2 separate regions of the Mus musculus genome follow, and region 1 is linked to region 2. A link is a contact called in public HiChIP or PLAC-seq data. All regions are on one chromosome and are shown on one strand. Each heading gives the region's core, a stretch centred on a gene start, on an enhancer-like site or on the middle of the called end of the contact. The rest is flanking DNA. Distances are from core to core; before and after follow the strand shown. Region 1 overlaps 6030407O03Rik (RIKEN cDNA 6030407O03 gene). Region 2 has its middle 17 kb from the start of C530043A13Rik.

Region 1 (5,681 bases), core at 2,347-4,846, 270 kb before region 2:
ATGTGTACCATGTCATGAGTGTGGCTGTCAGAATTTAGTTCTATAGAGCCAGTTCTCTCCTTCCACCTTTGCATAGGTTCCCGGGACCAGGCTTCCTCAGCAAGCGCATTTCCTGATGAGCCATGTCAGCCGGTGTTTCTGTCTTGCCAGCTCCGATGACTAACTCCAGAGTTGTAAGTTTGTCCTTTCATCAGAGGCTGTATCTGCTAGCAGTGATGTCTAACCTTTGATCTTGTGATACACTGTTGCCATCTACAAATGTACTTGGGCTACACTGGTAGCTGCCCTGGAACGCCTACAGAGCTCAGGGTTATCAACAGATCCCAGATAGAATCTCCGTTTCAGCCAACTGCTCAATCCTTCTAAACCTCCACGTACCACCCTGTAAAATGGGAATAGTTATATATCTTAACTTCTTGAATGTTACAGAGACCTAATGAGGACCTGTAAGTTCTGAGGAGAGGAGAGGGTCTCAGAATCTTCTAGGATTCTAGGTTGTTGTTCACTAAGTGAAGAAGACAAGACACTGTATGTGAAGCAGACGAGAGTTCTGAGCTTGACTCCAGTCACAGGGCCACCGTATTTCTTCTCCACAGCGATGCATACCATTGTGGTTTTGAAAATACGGCTTTCGGCTCACAGTGCTCAGTGCCAGTCCTGACGTGTGAGCCGGGTTCATGGTGATAATAGTGGTTATTTGAGTGGGCAGGATAATGCAGGCATTTGAGAAGGTTCCTAGAGTTGGGGATTCTGGGGTGACTTGGAGGGCAGTAGGCTGGTCCGCAACGTGGGTTGATCAGAGAAGGGCCCGGGAGCTGGAGAACGGAGGTGGGTGGCATTGTCAGTGCGGAGTTAGAGGTAAGGTTTTAAGGTCACTTCAAAGCATTCCAAGTGGGTAAGGGAGCTGAGAAGACGGAGGTTTGAACACACCATTGGAAGAGTCTTCCCCTTTGGCTACAAGAGGCTCCGACAAAGGCAGATAACCCAGAAGTTTAGGGGAATGCATGAGACGACAGAATTCTACCAGCTGTTTTAAAAATGGGACCTCGTCCACCTCAGAGAGCATCTCAAAGTAGCTTATTTGTTTAATTTTTTTCCCCCACTGCTTTGATGTTGCAGACGGCAACTCTCAGACCAGCATACCAGACTCCACTCAGCCTCCACAAACACTTAGTACCAGATGATCTATGTCTCCCATCTATCTCTCCCTCCCAGGCAGATGGGCCACCGGAAGCCCTGGATGTGAGCGAATAGGACTGTCAGGGAGCACACTGTGGCTGTGGCGGCGCTGGGAGGCCTCCAGCCAAATACAGGCCCCAGTGTTTCTGCTGCAGCAACATCTGGGGACCATGACCTCCTTGAAGCATCCTGGTGGAAAGCTGCTAGGGAGAAGAGCAAATAACTGGTGTCTGACACTAGCACTTAGTGTCACCACACGTGGTTCTCTAAGCAGCTCATCCCAAGCTGTGAAGGCATGGGATGGTGCTTTCCAGGGAGAAACAGACAGGGTTACTCATTTACGTTTAATTTGTTTAAAAACATTTGTCTCCTCAGTGCCTCTCGGAAATCCTACAAACGATGGGATCTGCTCTCTGTGGCATCCTTGAGCAGTGCCCAGAATTTCCAGGGAGCGTCCAGTATTGTCAGCTTACCGGCAGCCTTGTTTATGTGGGAAGGTAAGGGCAAAGGCTGGCCACCCCTTCTGTCTCCTGAGAGGCATCATCTAACAGTGATGACACAGAGGGTATGAGTTTGGAGTTAGAGGGCAGGGAGTCAAGTTCTGGCTTTCCTTCTGCTCATTCAACCTTGGGAAGGAAAAATGATAACATCAGCCCAAGAAGTGTGCAGGGAGAATTTAAAGAGTGTATGTGTCTGACATGCGTAAAGGAAGAAAAGGAGAAGTTTAGAGAATACTTCTAATGTAACTCTGCTTTGCACATGGGCTCAGGAGCCCGTTGTTCTTAAGGTTGGCAGTGGACTGTATGTCAAAACTAACAAATATTATGTGGTAATTTCATACCTAGGAATATGACCTAAAGAAATGACCAAGCAAATTCACGTATTTGTGAATGTACAATAGGGATCTTTATCAGAGTATTGTTGGTAATACTAAACATTGGGACACGACAATATTTCACAATCATGGTTTTCTAAACAGTTGACCATCCATATGAGGGTATAGTGTCTAACCATATAAGACAATAACTGATATTAGATTTTACTGATCCAACTGAGAAGAAAAATAATTTCAAAATATGTGACTCCATATTTATGGCATTTGATGTTAATGAACACCTTATGGGGGGATTTTTGGGGAGCTTTTGCATTTATTTGAATTTCGATGTTTTACTACAGTAAGTAGATAGATATTGCTTCTTTTATACCTTTATATACTTATTTTACAAGTATTTTCATTTGTGTGTGTTTGTGTGTATGTGTGTGTGTAGGTTGTAAGTGTGGATGTGTAGACTATGGTGCACATGTGGAGACTAGAGGAGTACTTATCCTGGGGATTAAATGCAAGCCATTAGGAAGTGAGGGGTGGGGGGAGCAACAATTTATCTGCTGGGCCACCTTCCTGGCTCATCTGTGTCTTAAATAGAACCCAAAGAACCATTCTGAAAGTTAGATTTAAAAGTACCCAGAGAGCTTGGTGTGGTGGCCCGCGCCTGAAATCTCAGTGCTCAGAGAAACTGAGGAGAGAGTATTCACGGCATGAGTTTTAGGCTATCCTGGACTATAGTGAGTTCTAGGTTAGCCTAGGGTACAGAGTAAGAGTAGGTCTCAAAATTCTAAATAAAGTGAATTAAACTGCACCCATGTGAGTTATTCATCACCATCTCAGTCTCTCTGTTCCTGTCTTTAAATGCAGCTTCCCCCTAAGTTTCTCCTGTCATAAAAGTAAATCAAATGACGGCTCCAAGCCATGTGGTTGATTAACGCTGAACTGCAGAGAAGGCCAGCCATATTTAATTTCTACTATTTTGTTGATAGCGTCTCTACTTCTTATGGGTTGAAAGAAAGCTTCAGAGGATTCTCAGTCCTGTTTTCTATTTGTGTGACTGTCCTTCCCAGCTGCAGTGCTGGAGAGGAAATGAATCTTGAAACCCCATCAGGGAGACAGCTGTATGCGTCTGTTTGTCTGGCTGGAAGAAGTCACTCTTGGAAACCACCTCGGGGGCAGGAGCGCTCTTTCTGGCCCCTGGCTCCCTCCCAACCCTGCCACCGCATCTGCCTTCCCTGGCTGCCTCTGAGCTCCATCCTGGGAGGGCTTTGGGGTTGAGTTTTGGTGCACCTGTAGTTCTCTTTCCCAATGTGGGGGTTAATGTGTCCACGAGAAACGGCACAGCCTGGAGCACTGAGAAAGACTTGTCTCCTGAGATCCAGCGTTTTCTGGCCAGCCCAGAAAGGCTCGTCCTGGAGGTGGGGAGGCACAAGGCCAAGGATGGGGCATTTTGGTTTGGCTCTCAGTTAGGCATGTTTACTAGAGCAGCAGAGTCAAGTTGTGAAAAACAGGAAGATACACTGGTGTGGAGTTTCCAGGCTGAGAGGTGGATGGAGGTGCTGAGGCACCATGTGAATCCACTCTCTGGGTACTCATTAAAATTCTAGGCTTTGCTCAGGCCTTGGCTGTGTACAGAGGCCAGGAGCAGGATGGAGCTGCAGGCTGAGAAGTTAGGGTAAAGAGATTGAAGGCTTAAGGCATGAGCAGGGCAGCATGAAATAAAGAAGCAAAAGGTGGGGTGAGAAGGACCTGGCTGTGCCTCAGTTCTCCAGAGATGATTGACTAAGTTCCAGGGAAAGGCTGCTGCCACTGGGCAGGGAGAACTTCTACGTCAGGATCCCTGTGTTGAAGAGAACAGAAAGACACCATGAAGAAACATGTCTCGGAGAGCCATGAGATTTATGTTCAGTATCTAGTGGGATTTTCACTCTCATAATTTTGACAAAGCGAAGATTACCTCCTGACAGCGTGGATTGCTTGTGGCCCCACAGAGAGGCGGGGGGATTAAGAAAAACAAGAGCTGGAGATAGTAGTCTCCATGAAGCCTGTTTGTCACCCTCATCTCTGTTTTGCCAGAATTTATCAACGTGTGAGTCAACTGGGGAGCTCTTAGGGTCAGACTCCGTTCTTCTGGACTCTTGGAGCACAAGTGGCCATCGACTTACATGTGACTGTCAGCAGCTCACAGAAGGTGGCTTTGAGTCTCCTCAGTGCTGACAGAAAGGATCAGGAATGGTATAAGACTCACCCTGCCATGAGAGGTCTTTCAGAATCCAGGTCTAACGGGATGCAGGTGCTGACACTCATTCCCAGGTCAGGGACCAGCACCAGGAGCTGACAGCTCCTTGGACTCATGCTTGGATTCTCTTCCTTTCACAGAGAGATTATTCATCCCTCCTGTTGATTCTGTGAACTACCTTTCGTTACATTTATTTCTCTTTTAAAGCCAAATAAACATGATGGCGCTTTATTCATTTCTACTGTTTGCAATCAAGAGCCTCTAAAGAGCTCAATGTTTTTACTGCACAAAGTTGCAACCAAGAATATATTTAATTCCTTTCTTTCCCTTCCTTCTAGAGATCTTGTTACTGGAGGCTCTGAATATTCTTTGTCCCAACTATTAGTAGGCTTTATAAGAGTTTTGCATTATGAACAACATCCTTTTCCTAAAGTTAAAAAAACGAAGTGCCTTCCCACAAAGACCCATGCGTTGCAGGCTGAGTCTCTGAGCAGTGTTCAGAGGTGGGGCTTGGGGGTGGATACTGAGGACTATAGCTTTTTGAATAGACTTAATCACTGAAGGATCTATGATTTGCTGGTGTTGTTGGGAGGGGTTGGCATATCGGGTGTGGGGGTTGGTTGGAGGAAGTAGGTAACAAGAGTTGTCCCTTGAAAGGATCTATTAACTACCTCCTCTCCAAGCTACTACAAAGTGAACATTTTTTTCTCTCCACTTCCCTAACCTAATGCTCTGCTCTGCCACATCCCAGAAACAGTGAAGCCAGAGGGCCTTGGACAGAAACTCTGAAACCATGAGCAGAAATAAATCCTTCTTCCTTTCTACTCGCTCCTCTTAGGTACTCTGTCGTAGAAACAGACTATCACAAATTGACCCTGGGAGTTTTCTCGTCATGATGAATGGTATCTTTACATGATAGGAACAGCTTGCCTTAATTTGTCACCATTACCAACTTCTCTCCAGACAGGAATAGAAACAGAAGTTGACTATGCCTAGGTTAAGATCCCAGATTGTACTTGGACCAGGTAGATCCAGGCAAGGACACCTTACAGCTTTCCCCTCCTATGGCACTTTTAGCTTTACAAGCTCCTGTGCAGGCTGTACAACCATCAGATAGGAGGAGGAGATACTGAAGAGCAGTTGTCAGTAGGGTTCCTGAGTCTCCGTTGTATGTCACCCATGCAGGAGAACACGTGATTAAGCTCTGCCCTTTGTCTAGCAAGACTTGGACATGGCACCTGCTAGGTTAGAGTCCGGTAGAACGTCATACTTGGAAAAATTAGATGGATACAACATCTCGGCATGTTCAAATGCCCTGGTTCCGGGGCTGGGGGTGGGGAGGAGAGGACGTCCCTCACTGATGCTACTGAGCACAGTGTGGCTCCTACTTCCTTGTCCTCCTTTCTGTATTTTTACTTCACTCTAGTCCTACTATGT
Region 2 (6,249 bases), core at 816-3,315:
TATGTTCATAGCAGCCTTATTTATAATAGCCAGAAGCTGGAAAGAACCTAGATGCCCCTCAACAGAGGAATGGATACAGAAAATGTGGTACATCTACACAATGGAGTACTACTCAGCTATTAAAGAGAATGAATTTATGAAATTCCTAGCCAAATGGATGGACCTGGAGGGCATCATCCTGAGTGAGGTAACACATTCACAAAGAAACTCACACAATATGTATTCACTGATAAGTGGATATTAGCCCCAAACCTAGGATACCCAAGATATAAGATATAATTTGCTAAACACATGAAACTCAAGAAGAATGAAGACTGAAGTGTGGACACTATGCCCCTCCTTAGATTTGGGAACAAAACACCCATGGAAGGAGTTACAGAGACAAAGTTTGGAGCTGAGATGAAAGGATGGACCATGTAGAGACTGCCATATCCAGGGATCCACCCCATCATCAGCATCCAAACGCTGACACCATTGCATACACTAGCAAGATTTTATTGAAAGGACCCAGATGTAGCTATCTCTTGTGAGACTATGCCGGGGCCTAGCAAACACAGAAGTGGATGCTCACAGTCAGCTAATGGATGGATCATAGGGCTCCCAATGGAGGAGCTAGAGAAAGTAGCCAAGGAGCTAAAGGGATCTGCAACCCTATAGGTGGAACAACATTATGAACTAACCAGTACCCCGGAGCTCTTGACTCTAGCTGCATATATATCAAAAGATGGCCTAGTCGGCCATCACTGGAAAGAGAGGCCCATTGGACTTGCAAACTTTATATGCCCCAGTACAGGGGAACACCAGGGCCAAAAAGGGGGAGTGGGTGGGCAGGGGAGTGGGGGTGGGTGGATATGGGGGACTTTTGGTATAGCATTGGAAATGTAAATGAGTTAAATACCTAATAAAAAATGAAAAAAAAAAAAGAAATAAAAAAAAATTACACAATATATTTTTGATCACATTCTTCCCCTTCCCTCAACTCCTACAATCTCTCCTTTAAATCTTCTGGAAAGATACAATAATACTGGACAAAATAAATACAGAAGATAAATCTTTAAAATACCAGGCAGAAGCAGCTATCTGTGAGTTTGGGGTCAACCTGGTCTACATAGCAAATTCCAGACCAGCCACTACATAGTGAGACCGAGTCTCAAAAAGCAAGAGAGGGGAGGGGGAAATAAGAAAAGGGGGAGGTTGGAGGAGGAAGAAGGAGCAGTTGAAGGCAGTAGAACATCTAAGAACTGAAATACAGTGGGCAAGATTTAGGTCCCAGGGAGTATGCCCTTGAAGCGGACACTAGAGTCACGGAATATGCCCTTGAAGTGGACACTAGAGTTGCGGCTCCTCCCAGTCCTCCCCTTGCTTCTCGGCCACTGAGCATCACTCCTCCATCACATGAGATGTCCTAGATCCGAAGCAAGGGCCAAGTGACCATAAACTAAAACCTCTGAAACGGCCAAAATAAACCTTTGCTTTCTGTGAAAAAAAAAAAAAAAAAAAAAAAAGAAAATTATAAACTGCACCAAGAGGACTTAATAAATGGAGAGATACCCTGTGTTCATAGATTAGAAAAATTGATCATATTAAAACGACCACAGTACAGTTGTCTGCAGATTCAATGCCATTCCAGTTTGATTACCTGCTTTGTCATGCTGTGGCTGATCTTATCCCATACTTCTCGAGTATTGGGCAAAGTAAAATCTACCGAGGGAACGTAATATGAGAATAACTGGGACAGGAACCTTAAGAAGGAGTCCGAACCTTTCTATCTCTTTGATCTGAAATAATAACAAAATGCAAAGATGGGGAAAGAACCACAACAGTGGCCACAGAGGACACACACTGGGCAGAGCCATGGTCCCCCAGGCTCTGATCATCTGGTAGAGACACAGACTCTGAAAACATGGGCAGCCCTCACCACCTGGAAGAGCAGTGCAGTCGGGCACCTGCTCCTGGAGATTTTCTGTTTGCTTCTCTAAATTGCTTGCCTGGAGACAGATTCAGCCTCTGCTCATTGGCCCAGAGCATCATTCAAACCAGAGCTGTTGGCTGCATGCTCATGATGCTAATTAGCTACAAGAGGCACACACAGGAATCATTGCTGCTCAAGGCTGCTCAGCCCTCTTTGTGTCCTGCCTCTGTTGCGTCCCATTGAAATGTTCAACATTTGCTTCTCTTATCTCCGTGTTTGTTTGTTTGTTTGTTTGTTTGTTTGTTTTTATGTCAGCATATGGCACAGTAGTTGCACTCTTCACTCTGAACACCAAATACCTTACTTCCCTTTTCCTAAACCTCAGCAGTAGATCAGATCTCAGCATATACTCTCCCCTGGGCTTCCCCTTGTTCCCATTCTGGCTACCACACACCCCAGCTCCTCTGAGAGGTCTGGTGTGACTTGCCACCCAGGCACATGCCTTCATTTCCTGCATGGCTTGAATATGGCTTGAATTTCAAGTAGTATTGGTCATTAACTAAGCAATCACATTTGTATGTTTGTTTAATTTTTGTGGTTTTTTTTCCTCACTAGAATTTAAATATCTCTTCTAGAGTGGAAACATTCAATTTTTTGTGTGCACTCATATGAAATCCATATCTGGCTTGGAAGAGACGTTCAAAGATCCCATGTTGAACAGAGGTGGATTGAAGATGGGCTTTTGCAATGAACTAATCCTATAAAACTTGGTCTCTGCGCTCTGAGGACAAGGAGACTATAAAGCACCATACACAAGCCTTCTCATTGGCCCCTAGGCTCATATGCCCGGTATCATGAGGGAGAGCCATCCAATGATCGACCTTTGTGGCAATCGCCAAGGTCTCTCCCACATTCTTGATCCAACAGTGAGCTTACTCTATCACTGCTAAATCAGGCTCCTTTATAGCCACTCCAAAGCAGAGTGGCCTTTTCTCCTGAGTCACTTAGTGAGAGGTGCATGCCTTCACCCGCTGCCTGCTAATTCCCTCTGCATAACTTCTGAGTTCCCATTTCTCTTTTTCTGATCTCTCTGTCCTGGAATTGCAGAGGCCCTGGAGAGGGTCAAGAGTCTCCTGGAGAGCCAAGAGAGAGGGTGACTTATTTCATGTTTTTATAAGTGTAGGGGTGGGTTTCCAGTTTGGATCTTCTGTCCCACTGGAGTGTACTTATTCTCATCTGCATATGTTGAGCTTCAAGGCTCCCTGCCATTCCATTTTAGCCATACGTTCCTCCCCCCACCCCCCATGTCCACTTCCTGTTATTTGCTAATCTCATGAACTGTTTCCTGATCCTTTTCCACACTTCTCAGCCCTGCGCCCTGCATTCAACCCCTGCCTTGTGGCCACCTGTAAAGACCTGTACCTGTCTCTCTCTGTTCCAAAATTCCTCTGCACCAGCCAATCATTACTCAAAGCTTTCCCTGCAAGGGAATATTATTTCTTCACTCTCCCTGGTTTTTCCTACCAGACTCATTCCAGTCATCCTCCGACATACTGTCTGTCAGTCTGTTTGTCTGTCCACATTTACGGGACCCTAACATGTCCAGACATGACTAGGCATCATGTTTTTGAGCCTCCCTTTATACTTCCCATTTGATGAAAGTGTCTTCCAGGTTTTAAAATCTGTGGGTTTTTGTTTGTTTGTTGTTTTGTCTTGTTTTTGTCAAGTCTCAACGGGAAAGAGGGTGTCTATATTTTGTTTATTTGTTTAGATTTTTAAATTTTATTTTACGTGTTAGTATTTTGCCTGCATGTATGTATGTGCACCATATGTGTGGTGTGCCTGGTACCCACAGAGGTCAGAAGAGGGCATTGGCTCACCTGGAATTGGAGTTGTAACTCCAGTTGTGAGCCTCCATATGGGTTCTGGGAAGCTAACTCAAGGACTCTGTGTAAGAACTACAGGGATTCTTAACTACTGAGCCATCTCTCCAGCTCCTATACTTTGTTTAAATAATTTCTTTTCCCTTTCTGGGGCACACAAGTAGAGTAGAAATTGGAAGGCCTTAGTGAACTATCGCGACCCCATACTAATTCCTGCTTGTCCCCCTCCCCACTCTGACTTCTGTGCCTCCTTTCCATAGCCAGGCAGCTAACGCGTTGCAACTCAGAAATGACCTCCAGCCAACCAAAAACCCCTTCTGCTGCACAGCGTGGCAGAGGAAACAGGAGGTGGCAGACCAGAAGAGGGAAGAGTCTCTGCCCTCAGGGGTCTTACAATTTATTAGAGAAGCAGACGTAAAGGAAAACACAGCAAGGTGGTGGAAGGAAATGGCTTGGCAGGCCAGGAGTCTTGGCTCTTGGGTCTTTGTTTCACCCACCACTGACTCTTCTGGCAACTGTCTAGGAATATTTCAGAGTTGCTTGGGTAGAGCCTGAGAATGAATCAAACGTCTCTTTTCATCGACCCACCAGGGCTGGCTGAGAGCTATGACGATCATTCTGTCCATTCCTGGCCCCTAGGCCAGACCACATCAATTCAGCCTGCTCAGCCAGGGCTAACTCCTGTTTCCAAACCTCACCGGAGATGATCCTGCCCAGCACTGTCTACTTTTCCTGCTCTGGTGGTTTTGAGCCTTGGAAATGAATGGCTAAGCCCGGCTGCATTCCTTGGACGGCCTGAAGCCTTGCATATTTTTCAAGCCCTCTTGGAGAGGAAATTCAAGGGGATCTAGAGGCAAAGGCTTATGTGGGGAGGTGCAGCCAGAGTCAGCTTTTTCCACTGGGCCATTCAGCTACATCCTGACTGTGTTCCAGCGTAGGAAAGGGGTTCCCATTTGCAAAAGGATGAATGTCGGTGTTTGACTTCTTGCTGTATTGGGGTCCAGAAGCCCTGGCAGAGAAAACCTAATTTAATTTGGAAAAAAAAACAAACAAACAAAAAAACAACCTTTGAATTCCACCTGCCTGCTCAATTGTCAGCACTTTTTCCTCTTCTGCCCACCTCTCTGTGTGGGATTGCAGTCTGCCAGGACTGGCCTCATTAACAGAGCCATCTCTGCTTGGGTCCTCAGGTTCTACTGTCTATCCTACTGGATGGGATGCTGACAGCTTATATCACTCACTGCTGCTGTACACTAAGGCTCTACAGGGAAGGAGCAGTGGTCTATGGGTGAAGTTGTCATGTCAAGGGGACAGAGTATGGCTGAAAGGCTGAGGTTTAAACGTTGTTAGAAGAGATCCTTTGATATATAATTATATATATATATATATAATTCTTATATATTCTTTGATATATACATACATATATGTATATATATATATATATATATATATATATATATATATATATACATATATGTATGTATATGTAAGATGTCTCTATTGTGGAAAATTCCATTCCTTCCAGATTATTTTAGGGCCCCCAATTCTGAATGGCTGAACTTTGCAGAGCTTGATGGCTAACCATCATGGAAAGTGTGTAAGAACTGGTCAGCACATGATGCTGTGTCTTCAACCTAGGGAACTGATCCTCCTCAATGCTGTCCTGCAGTCTCAGGCACTGGGAATAAGAAAACAAGTGCCTCTGCCTTGGCAAGGGCAAGGCTCCTAAGGACCGCAAAGCTCATGCTGGGCTTGTGCATCATCAGGGAGTCTGTCACTTCTGGGGGATAACTTCCAGGAAGGCTGTAAAGCCAGGAACAAGACAGCAAATGCCTGGAGAGAAAATGGGGATAGAGAGTGAACAGTAGGTGTATGCAGAAACCTCAGCAAGAAATGTGTGCCTTGCAAACAAAAACAGTAGGCAGTTATTAGCTAAAGAGGCATGAAGTGAGAAGGGAGGATAACTTCCATGTGTGCTTTCAGATGGACATAACCTGAGTCTTAGCATATCCGTGTTCTGGGTCTTCTTGTGTTGAGATCCACCCTTACCCTTGGCCAACTGGTGTCTCTGCTTTCTGGCAGCTGACATTTCTTGATCATGTTGAGTTGTCCCTAGCTTCCACTTGGGTTTGGCTCATAGGAGCCCAGAAAGTGGGGACTGACGGGAGGGAAACCTCTTCCCCTTTCTTTCTCAGTTTGAGGCTCAGCAGTGTGCTGGGTCATTTTGTCAAACGCTGGGATCCTGCAGCACAGGTGAAGTGATCTACCTACAGTCCTTGTTCTCTCTCTAGCTGCTTCTTTGGCCCTAGGGGTGTCAAGGAATCCCTTCTCCTTGTCTCCTGACATGCTTTTCTGATGTCCCTTGCCTCAGTCCACATCCTGGCAAGTTCCTCCTATTGCTAAACCCTTCTCACCCCTGCCTGAGTGTGTCTTCTGTTTCTTACTGGGGACCTG

The links. HiChIP or PLAC-seq counts read pairs in DNA pulled down with a chosen protein or histone mark.
Region 1: a contact with region 2 is called in an H3K27ac HiChIP or PLAC-seq map of neural progenitor cells, with 9 times the contacts expected there. The contact joins two enhancer-like sites. A contact is called at or near these places in 5 of 484 Hi-C or Micro-C datasets (the HL-1 cell line, the N1E-115 cell line, embryonic stem cells and 2 more) and 1 of 115 datasets of contacts at active chromatin or transcription factors (neural progenitor cells).

Annotation. Positions count from the first base shown.
Region 1 is chr1:73,818,391-73,824,071 of GRCm38.p6, reverse strand. The region is part of intron 6 of 6030407O03Rik (RIKEN cDNA 6030407O03 gene); the gene reads left to right. Gm29183 (a long non-coding RNA gene) reads left to right here. Exons shown (of 6, transcript XR_001778996.1): 2 at 77-173; 3 at 1,555-1,676. Among named protein-coding and RNA genes, the nearest start is that of Gm29183, 5.8 kb to the left of the region's middle. Within about 2 kb of position 3,596, at least 10 of the 459 cell types and tissues checked have an H3K27ac peak or open chromatin away from gene starts, as enhancers often do. A contact at or near this core is called in neural progenitor cells, where this site is marked.
Region 2 is chr1:73,543,832-73,550,080 of GRCm38.p6, reverse strand. No RefSeq gene overlaps it. Among named protein-coding and RNA genes, the nearest start is that of C530043A13Rik, 17 kb to the right of the region's middle. Within about 2 kb of position 2,065, at least 18 of the 459 cell types and tissues checked have an H3K27ac peak or open chromatin away from gene starts, as enhancers often do. A contact at or near this core is called in neural progenitor cells, where this site is marked.